Linked DNA regions of Mus musculus: region 2 is linked to region 1. Evidence: chromatin contacts called from public Hi-C data. All regions are on one chromosome and are shown on one strand. The core of a region is the stretch at or near the end of the contact, and the rest is flanking DNA. Distances in the headings are between cores, read along the strand shown.

Region 1 (5,324 bases), core at 1,546-4,045:
ACAAGGCCCTCTCTTCATGGCACGGTGACAACGGGTGGCCAACATACTACAGAATAGCAGCAAAGTCAAGCCATGCTCACCATCTCGTGTCTCAAGACCTCACTGAACTCAGGAGGTCACTGACCTTCTAGACTTGCTGGCTCTTGAGCTCGGGGGACACCCTCACCTCCACCCCGACCTCCCCTTTCCCCAGTCCCCTGTCCCCTCCCTGTGCCTGCAGCCACTTAACCCTGGGATTACAGATGTGTCTACACTGATTTACTTACATGAGTACTGGGGATCTGAACCTGGGTCCTCGGGGTTGTGCAGCCACTGCTGAGCATCTCCTCAGCCCCCAACAGAGTTCAATAAAAAAAAAAAAAAAAAAGGGCTGGTGAGATGGCTCAGTGGGTAAGAGCACCCGACTGCTCTTCTGAAGGTCTGAAGTTCAAATCCCAGCAACCACATGGTGGCTCACAACCATCCATAATGAGATCTGACTCCCTCTTCTGGAGTGTCTGAAGATAGCTACAGTGTACTTATATATAATAAAAATAAATAAATCTAAAAAAAAAAAAAGTAACAAAGACATTAAAAAAAAAAAAAAACAGGCAGACTTGGCTGGGGCATGGTGGCGCACGCCTTTAGTCCCACACTTGGGAGGCAGAGGCAGGCAGATTTCTAAGTTTGAGGACAGCCTGGTCTACAGAGTGAGTTCCAGGGCAGCCAGGGCTACACAGAGAGACCCTGTTTCAAAAAACAAAAACAAAAAGGAAACTTCACTTGGCTAGGTGACCTGGGAAGAAAATAAGACAATATTATAAGCCAGCCGACCCCCATCTAGCACACAATGGCCTGGAATCCACTTGTGCATGCACACTGGGAGCCACTAGTGCACAGGACCTGATGGTGGTCTGCAAAGGTTACACATCTTTCCTGAAGACTGAAGTCTAGAACTTCACAGCCTCTGGCCCCTGGGAAAGAGCAGTCACCTTGGGGCCTTGGAACCTGAGGTCATTAAAGGATGCCTGGCAGGAAGTAGGACCCCTGGGGATGGCCCCAGAGGACAACTTTTCCTCTGGTTGCATCCTTTCCTTGCCTAATCCCTTTCCATGCCCAGTGTGCTCCAGGCAGATCTAGCTGGTAGTACTACACCATCTACTGGGGTTGCAGTAGTCAGCAGCTATGGCTCTGGCTCACTGAACCCCAGAAGGGCCTCTGGCACTCTCCATACACTGAGGCTGGGAAGGCCTCAGTGCTCACTGCCTGTGTGTGATCAGGAGCGATCTAAAGAAAGCCCTTCAGCTGGATCCTGAAGGGGAGGTGCTGGGTCCAGCCATCATTGGAGGCCACCATTTTTATGTGTGGCTAAAACCTGCTCAGTCATGTTCTGTTCTGGTATTATAAAGTGGATTCATGTGTGTGTGTGTGTGTGTGTATGTATGTATATGCATGTGAGTGTATATGTGTGTATGTATATATATATATGTGTGTATGTATATGTATGTATGTATGTATTGTATACATGTGTGTGTATGTATGTGAGTCTATGTGTGTGCATATTATGTGTGTATGTATGTGAGTCTATGTGTGTGCATATGTATGTGTGTATGTACGTGAGTCTATGTGGGTATGTGTATATGTGTGTATATGTGTATGTGTATATGTGTATATGTATATATGTGTGTATATGTGTGTGAGAGTATGTGTGTTGTGTATGTGTGTATATGTGTATGTGTGTATATATGTGTGGGTGAGTCTGTGTATATATTCATGTATGTATGTATGTATATGTGTGTATGTATGTGTGTACGTGTGTATATGTATGTGTATGAGTCTATGTGTGTATATGTGTGTATGTATATGTGAGTCTATGTGTGTATATGTATGTTTGTATGTATGAATGTATGTATGTATGTGTATATGTGTGTGTTTGAGTCTGTGTCCATATTCATGTATGTATGTATGTATGTGTATATGTGTGTGTTTGAGTCTATGTGCATATTCATGTATGTATGTATATATGTGTACGTGTGTGAGTCTATGTGTGTGTATGTATGTGTGTACTATGTGTGTGTGTATGCGTATTATGCCAATGTCAGGTCTCTTCCTCTATCACTCTCCAACTTATTTTTTGAGACAGGGTCTCTCACCTGTTTGGCTAGACTAACTGGCCAACAAGTCCCAAGGGTTTTTCTGCTCAACCTTCCTATTAAATAATGTGTGGGCACATCTGGCTTTTTAGCACGGGTGCTAGGGATCAGCTTCTGCAACAACCCGCTGTGTCCTCTCCCCAGTTCCCAGGAGTTCTTTTGAGTCCTAACCATATTTTAGATCATAATTTCAACAGCACTCTTTCACTATGGCACACACATTTTGCAGAACTAACTGAACTTTGGATGGAAGGGAGGGAGAAAGGGAAAGAGCCTGTGTGTGCAGGGATGAGGGTGATCATAGCCTGTGTGTGCAGGGATGAGGGTGATCATAGCCTGTGTGTGTGCGCAGGGATGAGGGTGATTATACTTGGAGGCTCAGAAGACAGGAGGAGCATCACAAGTTCAGGGTCAGCTTGGACAACACAGCGAGTTTCAGGCTTGCCTGAGCTACAGAGTGAAAGGATGTCTAAAAGAATTTATTTATTTATTTATTATTTTATTTATTTTGGAAGCGGCGAGGTAGAGGGCCTATGGACCGGCTGAGCAGGCGCTGTGCCCTCGGGACCTCCCTCTTTCCCCGGCAGTGATGGGCCGGCAGTCCACCCTGCTGACGCCCTCCCTCCCAGCTCCGCCCCGCCCCGCGCCGCCCGCCCCGCGCCGTGCGATCCCCTTCCCTGCAGCCGCCGGGATCCCCGGAGCCGCCGCCATGGGCCAGGCCAGGCCCGCAGCGCGCCGCCCGCACAGCCCGGACCCCGGCGCTCAGCCCGCGCCTCCACGCCGCCGCGCCCGCGCCCTGGCGCTGCTCGGAGCCCTGCTGGCGGCCGCCGCCGCTGTCGCCGCTGCCCGGGCCTGCGCGCTCCTCGCCGACGCCCAGGCGGCCGCGCGGCAGGTCGGAGGGGACAGGAGGGGGACAGTGGCTGCAGAAAGAGGCGCAGAGCAAAGCTCTACCCCGCACCAGGGAAGGGGGGAAGTGGGGAGGCCGGAGGGGACAATGGCCAGGACAGGGTAAAAAGTAGGACCGGGCCTTTGGGAGAGGAGGGAGGGAACTCGGAGTAGACAATGGATGAAGACGTGGAGTGAAGCTGGGACCAGACGCGACTGAAAAGGGGACAAGGAACTCTGGGACTGTTGGGAAGTGACATTTGAGCAAATGGGCTGGCAAGTGTGGAGGGGACTCTGGAAAAGAATGGCAGGAGCCACTGTAGCAGGAAGCAGCTCCCTGCTTCAGGGACTGGGATGGAGAGTTTGGGGCCCATGGTGATGCTTAGCTCAGCTCCTTCCTTCCCAGCAGGAATCGGCATTAAAGGTCCTGGGGACAGATGGCCTCTTTCTCTTTTCCTCGCTGGACACTGACCAGGATATGTACATCAGTCCGGAGGAATTCAAACCCATTGCGGAGAAACTGACAGGTACCAGAGAGGCTGGGCACTCAGGGAAACCTAAAAGGAATTGGGCCCGGGCCCCGAGCCCACACCCCCTCACCACTTTCGGGCTGGTGGGTACCTGAGTTGCCGTAGCACCCAATCCCATTTCAATGGTGACAGTAGCATTCCTCCGGCCACCTGCCAGGCCACATCCTCAAATTGAAGCCTTGAAAGAGGATGCAGCCTTTACACCTGTCCCACGCCTGGGGCCGTGGCTGCTGTCAGGCTAAGCTGTATTTGAAGCGATGAAGATGCAGGCAGATTGACCCTCTTGCCAGGCTAGAAGACGACAGAGCCAGGTTAGACCTGACCTGACTCACAGGGTTAAGGATTTCAGAGACTGTGTGTGCAATGGCCAATATGCAGACAGTCACAAACAGGAAGGAGTCACAGCTGCTGGCACTGCTCTAAAGCCTAGGTTGTATAATTCCTAGTCGCCAGCCAGTGCTGCCCAGGTGCGGATTTCCTTACGATAAATGGGAGGAGGATAATCGGAGTCTCGAATGAATGAATTATAAAGTGCTTGTCCCTCCCGTCCAGGCTGTGTGTCAGTGCACTTGTGAGCTCTGTGCTCATGTACGGTGTGCCTATGACAGAGGACAGCCTCGAGGGTCAGTGCCCAGGTGCCTTCCACTGTTTGTTTGAGGCAGAGTCTCTCCTTAGCCTGGAACTCTTCCACGGATGCCAGGCTGGTGGCCAGCAAGCGGCCAGTGATCCTTTTGCTCCCCTGTCCTGGTGCTGGGGTGACAGGTTTATCTCTGATCCTGCCTGGCTTTTTACATGGCCTCTAGGGGTCTGATCTCATGCTTGTGAGGCTAGTGCTTTATCAAGGGAGCCATCTTCCTTATTGAGACTGAACACAGAGCTTATGCTATGTAAACGTTTTCCCACTGAGCTACATGCCCAAGCTTTTGAGACAGGGTCTCACTAAGCCGTATAAGCCAGGCAGGCATCTAACTTGCAGGCTTCTTGCTTTTAAGTCCCCGGTTCGATCTGCTAGTTCTCAAATTTATGACCTTAGGCACCCAGTTGGGCACCAGCTGTCAGTGGAAGCCTGTTGGTGGACGAGAGGCCGGGGAAATAGGAAGCAAGTGCTCTCCGGGGCGGGGGTACCGTAGTACCATGGCCGGCTTTTCAGGTTTCCAAAGGGGTGTGGACGATGGCCACTGGCTGGCCCAGGATTCTGTGGTCACTGCTAGAGGAGGATGGGCAGGTGAAAATGTCAATTGTAAAGGATCGTTTTATGTGTATGTGTCTGCGTGTGTGTGCACCATGTGAGTGAAGTACCTTCAGAGTCCAGAAGAGGGCAGCAGATCCCCAGGAGCTAGAGTTACAGGCAGCTGTGAGCCATCATGTCAGAGCTGGGACTTGAACCTAGAGGCTTCTAACCGGGCCTTCTAACCACTGAGCCCTTGCTCCAGCCCCGTCTTTTACTTTTAGTTTGGAAATAGAGTCACACTAAGTTGCCCAAGCTGGCCTTAAGCTCACCCTAGAGTCCACACTAGTCTTGAACTTTGGGTTTTCCTACCTCAAGCTTTGCAGGAAGCTGGGACTCTAGGTCTGCACCACCGTCACTTTGTTTTTGAGACATACTGTCTACAACAACAGCAGAAAAGGCGACGGTCATCGAGGCCCATTTATTCTGGTTTCTGTTTTGGTTTGGTTTTTTGAGACAGGGTTTCTCTGTGTAGCCCTGGCTGTCCTGGAACTCACTCTGTAGGCCAGGCTGGCCTCAAACTCAGAGATGCACCAGCCTTTGCCTCCC
Region 2 (5,324 bases), core at 1,819-4,318, 49 kb before region 1:
GATGGTTTTTGCAAGTTATCCCAGAGCATCTGGAGCTGATCTAGGAGGGCAGTGCCCAGCCTCTCCAGACTTGATTTTTGTCCCGTGGTGTCTTAATGATTTGAACTAAGCCTTTCATTGACTGGCAGAAACAGATTACATCTGTGCCTCCGAATCAGATCTGTGTCATTTCCTCCAGCATCCCCACGCTGGTACAGAGCGTGACAAATACTCCGGGCTTTGACTATTGAGAACTGCCCTGGCCGGGGTACCCTAGATACCCTGCCTCTCAATCTATGTGCACTGTGATGCAGTGAGTTGCCCAGGCTCCCATCCTTTTGTCCTCAGAAAGCCATTCGGACACCAGCATGAGCTCAGGTTAGCTGTGGGTGATACCTATATGCCACCTAAGATGACCGTTTGCTTCAGTAATGAGCCAGAGTCCCGTTTCATAGCGTGAATCGGGTGACCAGGGATGTTTAGTGACCTGGCCGCCCCCTCCTCATCATGCATGGGTCAGCATCCCAGGCCTGTCCCTTAGCAAGAGTCAGTCTGGATGCATGGGTCAGCATCCCAGGCCTGTCCCTTAGCAAGAGTCTAGTGGTGGGTGCTGCGTGTGCTCAAGAGTCTCTGTAGTAAGGAAGTTGTTGGACCTGGTGGCCTACATTGGGAGTCAGAGGCAAGTCTATCTCTGGGTTCGAGGCCAGCCTGGGGTACATAGTGACACTGTCTCAGAGTCAGGGAAACAGAGAGGGAGAAGGGGAGAGTGCAATTGGCTTCTGTCAGAATCTTGAATGAATGCTCTGGGAACCAAGAAAGACAAACCCCAGGGCTGTTGGCTGGGTGTCCCCACCCTCATCTCTCGATGCTGACCATGCTTGCTCCTCAGTCCTCTCAGCTGGTTCACTCATGACTCAGACCCTGCTGCACAGCCAGCATCCTCTTGGGTCTTTGATGGTTCTGGAGATAATAACAGGGCAAGACCTCTGCCTTCCTGGATCCCATGTGTCAGGGAAGTTTGGCCTCCTAGGAGCGCATCTGGAGCAGATAATGGGACCCAGAACGGTGTGGGGGCGGGGCGGGGGTGGGGATGGGCATCAGACCTGAAGGCAGCTACATGGTATTCATGCAGGAAAAAAAAACAAACAAAACATGCCGGCTGGCCCTGTACTGGGATGAGAGTCCCCAGGCCTCCAGGGAGAGATAAGTTCCTCACACACAGACAATGCCTGACAAGGAATGGCACTGAGGCCCCAGGTAGGACTTAACACCAGGCTGCAGAGAAGCATCCTTGACCGCCTGCACTAGGGACCTCTGCACAGTGGTGATGCGGAGGTCCTCTGGGGCAAACCCTGGCTCCCAACCCCTACTCTAAGACTTTTAGCTGACTCTAAGCCACTGTCTCTCATCTGTAACCACAGTCTCTTTGCCAAGTTGTCAGAAAGCGTGTGTGTGTGCTGTCAAGGCTCAGGGGTACCCCTTAGGGGTAGAGTATTTGCCAGTGTGTGTGAGGGCCTGGGTTCTGTCCCCAGCACCACAGCCAGGAATGGCAGTGCAGCCCAGATGCTGTAGCCCGAGTTCTGTGGGCTCTCTAGCCCCCAGGGCAGCTTAACAGGTAGAGGTACCATTGTTCCTTTTATACAGATAGTGAAACTGAGGCAGCACATGAACACTAGAGTCAAGTTTCCTTGGTGTCTCCAGAGTTCTACCCATTCTCTGTTGCTGGAAGGACTGCCCCCAGGGACTCAGCTCTGTACCAGTCTCTCCACCTCCCTGGCTACTTCTGCCATCTCCGTGTGTATCTTGGGGGTAAATGGGGCCCCTCTGATTGCAGTCTAATGAGTATTCATCTGGTTATCAGATCCACACATCTGTGCTGCTTGGCTCTGGCCCATGGAGTAAGAGGGAATGCATAGTAATCAATACATAGCCCTGTGTGGCCATAGTGTATGCCAGACAGGGTCTGTAACTGCACTGGGATGAGGAGACCCTCCCGTTACAGGCAGATTGAGGCTCTCCTAGCAGGATAGAGATACAGCTTGCTAACTATGCCGATCTGCAGGAGGGTGAGAGGCCTTAAAGCTTAAGTTATTCCTGCCAACACACACATGCACACACACACACACACACACACACACGCACACGCACACGCACACACTTACACAACCCTGAGTGACTATTGGGCACACCCCAGACTCATATCATAGCTCTGCTGAAGGTCTCTTCTGGGTCCACTCCAGACCACTCTTTATACAGCAGTCCATCACATCTGGTCCTAAGCTAGCTAGATCCCCTTCCCATAGCCCCCATGGCCCTGTGCAGCCTGGGTGTGACCCCCTCTCCAGCTGCTGCTTTCCCTCTTTCTCCATGCCTTCTACTTGCACGGAGAACTTGAACCATCACAAACTTGCTAGGATTTCCCATCCTCCGGTGTATGCAGAGCGTGCTTGCTTCCTGCCACACCTTGCCCTCTCCCCTCCGTACTCCTTAAGCTCTTATCAAATGGACACAGCACTTCCTAACCAAAGCGCACCACCCTCCAACGCAGCCCCATTCAGCTACCCTCCTCCCCTGTGCTGTAGACCTCTGCCCCTGCCCTCTGGCTGCCCGTAATCCTATACATGAGGTCTCAGAAGACACTGTTAGTAGAAAGGGGTGTTGGTTGAAGAGGGAACTCTGCAGATTTTAGGAGGTTGCCACCTGTGCTGGGGTGGAACTTCTATATGACACAGCTATTTTAGGGCCACCACTCTAGTAAGAAAGCCCCATTCGCCTCTGATTCACCAAGCCATAGTGAGTGTGTTTCTTCGGTGTGTCACCGGGACCCTGCCTGGGCTCAGGGAGTGTGTGTTCACATTCACCCAGGAGTCACCCAACACTCGTACAGGAGCTTAGGCATGGGTCGTGGCACCTTTCTTCCCATGGAACTCCTGTGCCAGGCCCCAGCACCCTGAGAGCAGAGTGGGGCTGAATGGATGGATGAATCTTGAATAAGTGACTTAATCCGACAAGCCTTGATCCTCATCTGTGAGATTGAGACAATTTGAGAGCTGTCACGAGGCTTCAGAGAGCAGTGTGTGGCACTGCAGTGCCTGGCAGGAAGTGAGCACGGGAGAGGGGGGTTGGGGGGGAGGCAGTTCTGATGAGGTCTTGCTGGTCATGGGTGTTTATCAGGTTTCACACTCCACCGGCATTCATTTCCTGGGGTGTCAAAACGGAGCCAGGATCTGGGAGCATCATGCAACTGGCGTCTCCTACTGTCATCCCATAGCAGAAGAGCAACAGAGAGGGAGGGGGCCAGATTCATCCACTGACCAGGACCCATGGCTGAGATAACTAACTAACCAACTCCTGTGATAACTGCATTCTTGAACAGAGGCTAGATACACTGTAAACAGAGACTGCAGGACCTCCTTATCTCCTAGGTCCCACCTGCAACACTGTTGCATTGGACTTTATATTCCTAGGATGTGGGCGGCACCTGGAACCTTAGCAAAAGGCATGCCAGGCACAGAGACCTGTGCAAATGGATGCCCTGAGCAAACCCAGGGTTCTGCTGGCAATATGTGGTTGGGACAGAGCATCCCTTGCAGAGTGGGTAACAGAGGTATCCTGCGGAGGCTACAAGGCCTGGACTGCATCTTTGCTCAATGCATCAGGAGTTAGAACAGAAGGAACGGGGCCTTTAAATAGGCCAATGGCGTGGGCAGAGCAGACTAAGCAAGTGTTGTGTTTCTCAGCTTCTAGCGAGTTCTGGATTCCGGGAATAGTTCCTAATAACGGTTTTCCTCCCAGAATCTCCAAGAAGCTTTTGCCTGGAAACAGCCTCTGAGAGCAATTCGAGTGACCCAGGAAATAGCATCATAAACATTCCAAGAAAGAAAGAAAAAAAAAAGAAACCCAGACCACGTAGGAATAGAAAGGCTACTGTGTGGGTGGTATGCGCTGGAATCCCAGCACTCAGGAAGCCAAGGCAGGAGGACCAGTTGCTTGAGGCTAGCCTGGGCTACTTAGGGAAGGAAACAGAAGCTTTCTGTGCAACTGAAAGGCTTCCTCCTACAAAACAGTGGTTTTTTTTTTTTTTTTTTTTTGACAGTGTGCCATATGCTTTGTGGTGTGGGCGGGGGTAGGGATGGGGCAGGTACCACTTTAGTGGATCTTCCTAGAAACTCATGTGACAGAACTTCCCAGGAGCCTTTGTTGCTCCTGAATTCAATGGTTATTTGATGAGACCGTCAGATCAGACAGGTCAGGAATTCTCAGAAGGCACAGCATGGATGGCTCTTCTTTGCACCTTGTGCGCAGGCGCTCAGCTGCGTAGGTTGGAGGCGGAGGCTTTTCATTCATGTGTCTGGAATCCATGCCAGTTGTTGGCCAGACCTCTGGTGGGACTGTCAGTCGGGATAAATGTACATGGAGTCCTAGTGGCTGTCTTGGGCTCCCCGACAATATGGCATCTGTCCCTCACAGAGGCAGGAGAGCTGCCAATTTCTTAAGGCTGGCCTAGAAACCAACATATCCTCACATTCTTTATTCTGTGGGTCCGAGTCATTACCTGTCCTGCCCAGGTGTTGGGGTAAAGCCAAGCAAGGAGCGTCCACACCCCAGGAAGCCTCACTGTCACGGGCAAGCACTGCCTTTGGTCCCCATCTGTAAAAATTCCAGTCTGCCACACACAGCCACCCTGCTCTCTGTGGCAGCCGAGAAAAGATGTCCGTGTTGTTTCACTGCAGATCAAGAGAAGTCTCTGCGGATTGTATCATTAAATTAAACACAGCCATTAGTGCGTGGCTCCGGGGAGACGCAGTAATAGGCGAGGCCTTGGGTCATTTTTTTTCCTTCTAAATGTTCTTCCGGGAGCTGGAGTTGCCCAGCCTGACCCATTTCTCTCTGTTAATATAACATCACATAAAAGACATCATTATTATACGGCAGAGCTGGTGGGGACACAGACCAGGCAAGTAGCTCTGTGAAGGTGGCCCTGGCCCTGAGAGGAGGTGCTGGGGCCAGAAGTTCTCACTCCTCTCAACAGGCAGCTCTGTGTGAGGTGCGGTGAGGCCCGTGGAGGCCAGAGGATGAATGGTCTTGAGTGTTGATCCTCTTTGGTGTTGTCCAGCTTGGGTTTTGAGACCTAGTCTGTCCTTGGCCTGGGGTTCATTGATTAGGTTAGACTGACTCTGCACTGAGTCCCGGGCAGCCTCCTGTCTGTCATTATTCCACAAGAATGTCTGTGGGTGGGGTAGGGAGGTGTGTGTGTGTGTGTGTGTGTGTGTGTGTGTGTGTGGTGTTTAGACAAGGCCTCACTCTCTAGCTCTGGCTTCCCTGGAACTGTGTAAATCAAGCTG

Evidence for each region. A called contact is a pair of places that touch in the nucleus more often than the background predicts.
Region 2: a Hi-C map of the N1E-115 cell line shows a contact between it and region 1, with 1.9 times the contacts expected there. The contact joins the enhancer-like site here to the promoter of Selenon in region 1. A contact is called at or near these places in 3 of 484 Hi-C or Micro-C datasets (the N1E-115 cell line, bone marrow-derived macrophages and muscle stem cells), 4 of 115 datasets of contacts at active chromatin or transcription factors (the HPC-7 cell line, bone marrow-derived macrophages, embryonic stem cells and 1 more) and 3 of 9 other capture datasets (adipose tissue, embryonic stem cells and pancreatic islet).

Annotation. Positions count from the first base shown.
Region 1 is chr4:134,549,637-134,554,960 of GRCm38.p6, reverse strand. It overlaps Selenon (selenoprotein N), which reads left to right and starts at 2,795. Exons shown (of 12, transcript NM_029100.2): 1 at 2,795-3,024; 2 at 3,427-3,544. The coding sequence starts at 2,842.
Region 2 is chr4:134,599,330-134,604,653 of GRCm38.p6, reverse strand. All of the region lies in intron 2 of Man1c1 (mannosidase, alpha, class 1C, member 1), which reads left to right. Among named protein-coding and RNA genes, the nearest start is that of Gm42326, 9.8 kb to the right of the region's middle. Within about 2 kb of position 3,068, at least 71 of the 459 cell types and tissues checked have an H3K27ac peak or open chromatin away from gene starts, as enhancers often do. A contact at or near this core is called in the HPC-7 cell line, the N1E-115 cell line and muscle stem cells, where this site is marked.